Linked DNA regions of Zea mays: region 1 is linked to region 2. The links are chromatin contacts, called in public Hi-C maps. All regions are on one chromosome and are shown on one strand. Each heading gives the region's core, a stretch centred on a gene start, on an enhancer-like site or on the middle of the called end of the contact. The rest is flanking DNA. Distances are from core to core; before and after follow the strand shown.

What was found. Hi-C and Micro-C count contacts between places; a contact is called where the count stands out from the background.
Region 1: a contact with region 2 is called in a Hi-C map of leaf, with 7 times the contacts expected there. The contact joins the promoter of LOC100193996 here to the promoter of LOC100274352 in region 2. A contact is called at or near these places in 2 of 25 Hi-C or Micro-C datasets (both in leaf).

Annotation. Positions count from the first base shown.
Region 1 is chr1:20,076,603-20,080,875 of Zm-B73-REFERENCE-NAM-5.0, forward strand. LOC100193996 (putative mitochondrial adenine nucleotide transporter BTL2) reads right to left here and starts at 2,821. Exons shown (of 4, transcript NM_001359362.1): 1 at 2,036-2,821. The coding sequence starts at 2,472.
Region 2 is chr1:19,873,248-19,877,639 of Zm-B73-REFERENCE-NAM-5.0, forward strand. It overlaps LOC100274352, which reads right to left and starts at 2,118. Exons shown (of 6, transcript NM_001148712.1): 1 at 1,935-2,118; 2 at 1,253-1,369; 3 at 283-381. The coding sequence starts at 2,051. LOC100277510 reads right to left here. Exons shown (of 8, transcript NM_001367326.1): 8 at 4,298-4,392.

The sequences.
Region 1 (4,273 bases), core at 1,571-4,070, 200 kb after region 2:
AACACTACTGGAACGAGATTGTTCCCACGTTCCCGGAACGGAACGAACGTTCCCGGAACGAGGAACGTGGCCAAGTTCCCAGTTCCCGGTTACTAAGCTCCTCACCTCTTCCTCATATCACCCTCAGACGGACGACCAGACAGAGGTGGTGAATCGTACTATTGAGATGTATCTTCGTTGTTTAGCCACGGAGCGACCATCCACTTGGGTTCAATGGTTACCTTGGGCGGAATTTTGTTACAATTCCTCGTATCATTCGGCACTTCGGATGACTCCTTTTGAATTGGTCTATGGTCGCAAACCCCCTCCATTGGTTCCTTCCAGCCAGGGCACCACTCTGGTAGATGCTGTTGATAGCAGGTTAGTGGATCGGGATGCCTTATTGGATCGAGCTCGTCATCATTTGTTGACCGCCCATAACCGGATGAAACAACGTTATGATCATCACCGTGAGGTTACTTATGCGGTGGGTGATTGGGTTTGGTTGAAGCTTCAGAGCCATCGCCAACTTTCAGTGAGACAGGGACACTATCACAAGCTAGCGCCCAAATTTTTTGGTCCTTATTTAGTGGTCAGCAAGGTGGGCGAGGTGGCATATCGCCTAGCTCTTCCAACCACGGCCAAAATTCATGATGTTTTTCATGTCTCCATGTTGAAACCCTTTAAAGGCACTCCTCCGGTCGTGGCTCCAGATCTACCGGCTGATGTTTCTTATCTGTCTTCGGAATCTGCACAGTTGGTTCCTTACAGCATATTGGCTCAGCGCTTCCTTCAAGGTCATCGCCAGTTCTTGATCCAATGGACAGGACAGGATATTGAAGAGGCTACGTGGGAAGATGCCCTGGAATTTCGGCGTGCACACCCAGATTTCAAGCTTGAAGACAAGCTTGTTGTCGAGGGGGGGAGTATTGATATGGCCCAGCCGAACAGGGTATATTTTAGGAAACAGTAGATTAGGAAAGTAATCAGCTGCGGCTTATTTAGCAGCAAGTATCCCTCAATTTTGTAATGGTAGTATTAGTTACCTTATTGAGCATTATACTGCTCCCTAGTTCCTATGTTTAGGAACAAGGATTTGGAATAAAGGAGAGAGGGGCAGCAGAGAGAAAAGGAACGTTATTGTTCCACCAATTCAGCAGCAGGCGTTGCCGACGATAAACGGCCGGTGGTTCCGCCAACCATTACCATAGGTCGCCGGCGAGCCCTTCCGGTGCCGCCCCAGCCTACTAGATCTGGGCTGCGGCCGGGAACTCGTTCCTATAATCGGGAACACCCATATCAAGGAGCTTGGCCAACTCTAACTTCCAACTTACTGCGATAAACAGCTTAAGTTACTTGACCTTCAACTTCTATACTACTCTATTAAAAACCTAATGTAAGCACCTGGTGCTACCACGGCTTCACCCTCCGCGCTGACATTATGGGCCCACCCCACGCGCCCTGCCTCGCCATGCCCTGTTGGGCCCCACGCCCAGCGCCCTCGCAGCGCTCTCTCAGCTACTGCCTTATGGGACCCCACCGCCCGCGCAGCTACCACACCGCGCAAAAAATAGTGCAGAGCGAGCACTCGAACCCACACCCCCTTGCTCTAGAGATTTGGGGCTAACCACCAGACCACACGTATCTTAATGTTCAGAAATAAACAATATTATATTTGAATAAATATCTCAATACCTATTATGATATATAACAACCGTAGCAAAGCACGGGCAACAGGCTAGTAACTACTTAAGTACTTCACCTAACCTGTTTCACAAAAACTCATCTGTTCAAATACTAATTAAATGGACTACTAACTATGACATGTAGAAGACAACTTTACTGAACTGGGCCTAAAGGTCAACATACTCGATGCCTCATAGAGCCTGAGAAGTAGAAACTAGCAAACAAAACAAATTCTTCAACATTCCAATCAAAAGTAACAGCTATGGTTCAATGTCAAAAGAAGACTCATCCATTTTTCACTAGATAAGCAATCATGCTAAATTGCTAACTCGCGTATGCAATCTGGGTTGTAGACTACAACAAGCTATACCTCGAGATCATGGCAGCAACTGCTCCAGCCCAGAGATGCTTGCTCACGTTCATCGCTCCAGCTCCAGCACGACCGTCCTTCTTCTCCTTCTCCTGCAGCAGAATCACTCCCTCCGCCTCCGCGGCCACTTCCACAGCCCTCTTCCCCGCGACCAGCGCGTCCGACTCCTCCGCCCTGGCCTTCTCCTCCGCGTCGGGGAGCAACCCAACCGGGGCCGGCGCGAACCCCCTACCCCCCTTCACCGACATTGTCAGCGACAGAAACCCCAGCGGCGCCCCACGTCGGCGCCGATGCTGGTGCCCGAACGACAGGGAGCACCCGGGCATGGCCGCGAGGAGCGCGCCGTGCGCCGTCCCATCGACGCCATCGAGAAACAGCCCCGCCGCCACCGCCCCCTCCCCGGCCGCGGGAGGCAGCCACATCTCGGGCCACGGCATCGCGGCGGACCAGACGGGACTGGGCAGGACAGGACCCTTCACGCGCCGTGCCTGTAACCTTCTTCCCCTCGTCCCGCCGCCGCTAGGGTTCGCGAGGCGGCACGGTGCATCGGTTTTATCGACGAGGGAGGGCGAGGGGAAGCTGAATCCAACCGAGCGGAATGGGATATATAAGAGCGAGCTGCCTCGAATCGATGCGGACGCGAGGGTTGGGGCGGCTGCTGGGCGAGCAAGTAGATGCGAGGGAGAGGGGTGCTGTCGGATTGATTCTTCTCTTGTTCTTGTGATTTGCTGGTGGTTGATCTTGCCGCCCTGCCTGTACCGCACCGGTGCACCCTTGGGGCAGGAAAGGCCAACGAACAGCGAACGAGATTGCTCGATGTGGAGTTGTATTTTATTTAGAACGGAGTTTAATTTTTAAACTTTTAGAGAAGACGATCTTTTTTAAGATTTTCCTGTTCTTTAGCTTTTATCCTCTCATTTGAATGAAGGGCAGGAGGTACGGTATTTTGCAGCAGAACGGTATGCCATTTTTATATACATCAAACGTTCTTAAATTTAACTAGGTTTTTAAAAAAATTGTTAGTTAACATTCATATCTATAAATAAATATACTATTTACATAAGTATAGTAAAAATACTAATACTTTAGTTTTATATATCGTTAAAATAAAACGTGTTTGGCTTCTCACAAAACAAGAACACTAAATATTTTGGATAGAAGAAGTATAAATATATCCAAATCTTTATGTAAAAATGAAGTATGTCGAAACCGAGAAACTTGTGAAAGTAATTGTCGGGGATCATAATTAGAGGTACCCTCAAGACTCCTAATTCTCAGCTGGTAACCCCCATCAGCATAAAGCTGCAAAGGCCTGATGGGTGCGATTAAGTCAGGGATCAGTCCATTCGAGCGACTCGATCGTGCCTCGCCCGAGCCTAGCCTTGGACAAGGGTAGCCGACCCCGGAGGATTTCCGTCTCGCCCGAGGCCCCCCTCTAACGGCGGACACATCTCCGGCTCGCCCGAGGCCCTGCCTTCGTTAAGAAGCAACTCTGACTAAATCGCCGCACCGACCGACCGAATCGCAGGAGCATTTAACGCAAAGGTGGTCTGACACCTTTATCCTGACACACGCCCCCCAGCAGAGCCGAGGTGACCGCCGTCACCTCGCCGCTCCACTGACCGGCCTGGCAGAAGGACAGCGCCGCCTGCGCCGCTCCGACTGCAGTGCCACTCGACAGAGTGAGACTGACGGGCAGTCAGGCCCTGCCAAAGGCACCATAGGAAGCTCCGCCCGACCCAGGGCTCGGACTCGGGCTAAGTCCCGGAAGACGGCGAACTCCGCTCCGCCCGACCCAGGGCTCGGACTCGGGCTAAGTCCCGGAAGACGGCGAACTCCGCTCCGCCCGACCCAGGGCTCGGACTCGGGCTAAGTCCCGGAAGACGGCGAACTCTGCTCCGCCCGACACCAGGGCTCGGACTCGGGCTCAGCCCCAGAAGACGGCGAACTCCGCTCCGCCCGACCCCAGGGCTCGGACTCGGGCTCAGCCCCAGAAGACGGCGAACTCCGCTCCGCCCGACCCCAGGGCTCGGACTCGGGCTCAGCCCCAGAAGACGACGAACTCCGCTTCGCCCGACCCCAGGGCTCGGACTCCGCCCTGGCCTCTGCCGAACGACCTCCGCCTCGCCCGACCCAGGGGCTCGGACTCGGCCTCGGCCACGGAAGACAGACTCAACCTCGGCTTCGGAGGAGCCTCCACGTCGCCCAACCTAGGGCGCAAGACAGCCACGTCAACAG
Region 2 (4,392 bases), core at 868-3,367:
CAGTCAGGATATGTAAGAATCAGATTGAAGGTTCCCATGATTTTTTGATAATGCAAGGAGTTGAATATAGTTATAGAACCTTGAACTCAGTGTTGCATCATTTTACATGGAAATTACTGAAAAATTACAGTAGTGATTCATGCAAAGACTGCACCTAGGTTTAACAGCCTATCTCGGAGGGCCAGAAAAGTTTCTCAAGGTGATGAGCACGCTATAATGTGACCATGTGCTTGCTAAAACTACAAAAACACAATGGAAGACATCACTGACAAAATGTATTACCTGATGCATATAGCTGCGGAAAATCTCATTTTGTTTCTTCAATCGTTGTATAAAACGCTTAGGAGCAATAACCCCTGTTTTCTTCTTCTGGCTACTGATCTGTATGGACAATTAAAAAGGGATAATTATTTTGTTGAAGTAGACCGTTTGTTTCTTCCCCAGTCCACTCCAGTATTCACTCGTGAAAACAATAACATATCACACTAGTAAGAGGCCTTCAGATAAAAGGATTTTCCCAAAACATTGTACATATTTCAGACTTAAAATAGTGTAAAACTACAATACAATTGACAAGCGCACAAATAGTTGTCAGTACAAAGGCTAACAAAAATTTATCTGTGAGAAGTCAGTGGTAAAGTAAGGCAACAATGGAGCATGTCCTATGGATTTTACTCATTTAACAGGTATATTTGTAGAACCAGGTTTAGGTTTATTAAATTACAGATTTACTTGAAAATTCCAAAATGTCAATTTACAGAGGTTAGCAGAAAAAGGTGTATAATCCAAAATAACACAGAATGCTCCTTTCTAGCGTGTTCCTCTTACGCTTTGGAATGTACGAGATACAAGGCAATCTTGGTAGTTCATTGCTGAGGACTAATTTCGCATAGAGTGTTACACCATTAAACTGTTGAAATTTATACTTTGGAACATCGTTTTGTGACCTCAAACTAAGGAGGAAGAATTTAAGTCTATAACAAGTAGAAGTGTAGAACTATAGGCATATCATGGGAAACTGTCAAATTAACCAGCGACTTTATTGGAGTGTTTGATGGTATTTATTCAATGTAAATATGACAACTTAACAATGGCAGACATCTTTAGATACAGTCTTGCTCAGGAATTGTGATTAATCAACCAAAATCTCTGTGCAAGATTCAACATGTTTTTTAGTGATTCCTACACGCTGGAGTATATATTAGTTGAGAACGGGAATGACAATCACAACAAACAATAGCTGCACGAGTACCTGAGAGAACAGATCAGCCAGGCAGGTTAGCATGTTCTCTTCAACATCTCCGGTGTTTTTATTGTTTGCATAGTACTCCAGCAATTGATCACGGAAAGGAACACAAAAATAAAGTGCCTGAAACAGGAAACGGTTAGATCCCACATTATAAGGAGAACAGTATCATATATTTCTCTAAATGTTACTGACCAAAATGTCCCACATCTAACAGTATACATGCATTTCAGGTTGTCAATACATTCAGAAACTATGAGTCCTACATAATCCACCGATGTAAAAAAAGGGTTTCCAAAGGAGGCAACGCTCCTACTGCTAAAGCGAGGTGCTATATACATGCATTTCAACACGTACAGAAACCATGCGTTTCCCCAATTTCCCGATGTCAAACCAGCTGAGCAGTATCTGGGTTCACACAAGGATGACGGTCTACGATCGTGTCGTAAAAAAATAAAACAGGAAACATATCACCGGCACCGCTCAACAATCGCAAAAACTCTCCCACGCAGAAAATCTAGCGCTGATCTTCGGCGCGAGCATCACGCGCCTCTGATCTCGCAAAACACGCATCGCTCCTCACCGCCCCGCACGGAAGAGAACCAACAAATCCCACACGCCTCCGACGGGGGGTGGCAGCTCGCATCGCAACGAGCAGAGAGACATTCGGGGGCTTGCCCCGCCGTACCTGCAGCACGCTGTTGCAGTAGCAGGTGTTTCCGAAGTTCTCGAGGCCGAAGTAGCGCTCGCCCTCGGGGAACTGCTCGCCCAGCGCCTTCTCCAACCTGGAGCCCGCCGCGCCCATCACCGCCCCCGCCCAGCTCCCATTGCCCGGCGATCGGCGCGAGGGGCCTGTCGCTGTTCTGGCCGGCTGGGGCGGTGCGAGACAGGATTTGTACTGTGGCGCAGTGAAACTGTTGCGATTGGGGGGTGTCGGGGGTTGGAACGGGGGAGGAACGCACGGTTGCGGTTGCGGAAGGAAGCGAAGAAATGGGCCAAACCCAAAAGACACAGATGCCCCGAAGTGGACGTCGCGGTTTCGGCCTGTCCAACCGATCCGTTTCGTCAAGTCAAAATCTTAATCCGACGGTTAAGATCAAACTACGTGAATCGGATGGCGGTTGCCGGTTGGCTGGTGGTCAGCACCTGATACGGGCGTGCTTGTCACTTGTCAGTCATATCATCCCATAAATGTTTCATGAGGCAAAACTTTTTTTTTGTTTTTGCTTGCAATATGCACGAGGGTGGATGATGAGATGAGCCAGCTCACGTGTTTTCAGCTCTCCTTGAAATTTATTTATCATATTTTTCAACGTCTAGCCAAGCCTAGCAAGATGAACCGAGCTTAAATCCACATCCATAGGAAGTCAATTATACTCTTCAAATTTTAAAACAAAAACAACGACAATCAGAGCAATTTAAAAAAACACTAACCCAGACCAAGATGTGTGTTTTTCAGCTCAGAAGCCTGATGGAGACAATGAGATAAAGGGTCAATTGATGCAATCTTAAGCCAAAAATGGTAAATTGAAAGTGAGATGTTGGCCACCTTTATATTCCTTAAGTTGGACATTCTAATAATGGAAATGCACATATTTAGTATGAAGCAGTTCCACTTGCACCTAGATGTAACGATGAAGAAAAATACTAAAGCCCTGTTTGGATGTAAAATATTTTTTTGGAATTTTAGAAAACATCATAGCTTTGTGAAATACTTTAGTTTTAGAGTTGCATATATTAATTGGATGCAAATGAAACAAATATTATGGTTTGAAACCAATGGTATTAAAACTTTTGGAATTTTAAGATTTTTCATTCGAGACCTCATTTTTAAAAGTATGGTTTTGTAAATCAATGACTTCTAAAACTATAGTTTTTAACACTATAACATCCAAACAAAAGCCTAAGCAACTCAAGCTCAAACGAGTAGAGTGGGATACTGTATCATTCTGTTGAGGCATAAGTATTTTTTTATATCGTCAATCGCTACAAATTGGAGACCATCATAATAGTAGTTCAAAAGTTAACCAATTGATATACAACTTTGTACACTGGACATCCATATGATTGGACTATTCGTTTGACAAAATTGGTACACGTTGATATTTTTTTAAAAAAAGCATACATTCTGCATTGATGTATGGATGATTAAATCATAAGACCTTTGTTTTATTGCACTGGGATCGGAGGGGGTTGAAGGGGATTAAACTCTTTTCTATTCAATTTTGACTAACAAGTGATTTAATCTTTTTTAATCCTCTTCAATCCATTTTTAACCGAACAAATCCTAAGAGAGAAAAATCATTTTAATGCACATAGTCAAAGTGTTATATAGCGGGGTTGGGTCATAATCAAAAGTTAATCGATTGATATACAACTTTGTACAGTGGGCATTCATATGATTGGATTAGTTGTTTGATAAAATTGGTACACTTTGATCTTTTTTAAAGCATACATTCTGCATCGATTGATGGAGGATCAAATCGTAAGGGCAGAAAATCATTTTAAAGCACGTAGTCAAAGTGTTATAGCGGGGTTGCATCATGTAGGAACGATATGATTAAAAGATTAAGAAATAAATTTCAATAAGCATGATTTACTATTTGCATTCTCATCCCTTCCTATTTTAACTAAAATTAAAGGTTCTAGTCCTCAGTAGGTGTGGGGGTGGTAATGGATCCACGATTCATTCGAGTCCTTAATTAATTTTAGTTAAAAATGTACATAAATAGAGTTCAATCCTTAAATTGCCAGTATAAATTTTAGAGCCCATTGCTACCCTTAACCCTCATCTCTAATTAAGAAAATCGTAGACTATCTCCATCATACTCCATATCATACTCCTTATTTCAAACTTCACTCTGCAAACGGTATAAACAGTCATTTACATGACCTGCTGGAGATGGCTTGGTAAAGTGAGTCTATGGGCGGGAGATGTGGTCAATTGTGCAAGCTCTGAACTCCATCTCCAAGTTCTTCAGCCAGAACGGTCTATAAGAAAACAAAAGAATGAGAAATTCCATTTAAACAATTTCAAGGACCATAAGTTATATTCGCATGACAACAACAACAATAAAGGTCATAAGTTACAACCACATATGGTCATTTAATGACCAGGGCATCGTTTGGACAAATCAATTAATTAA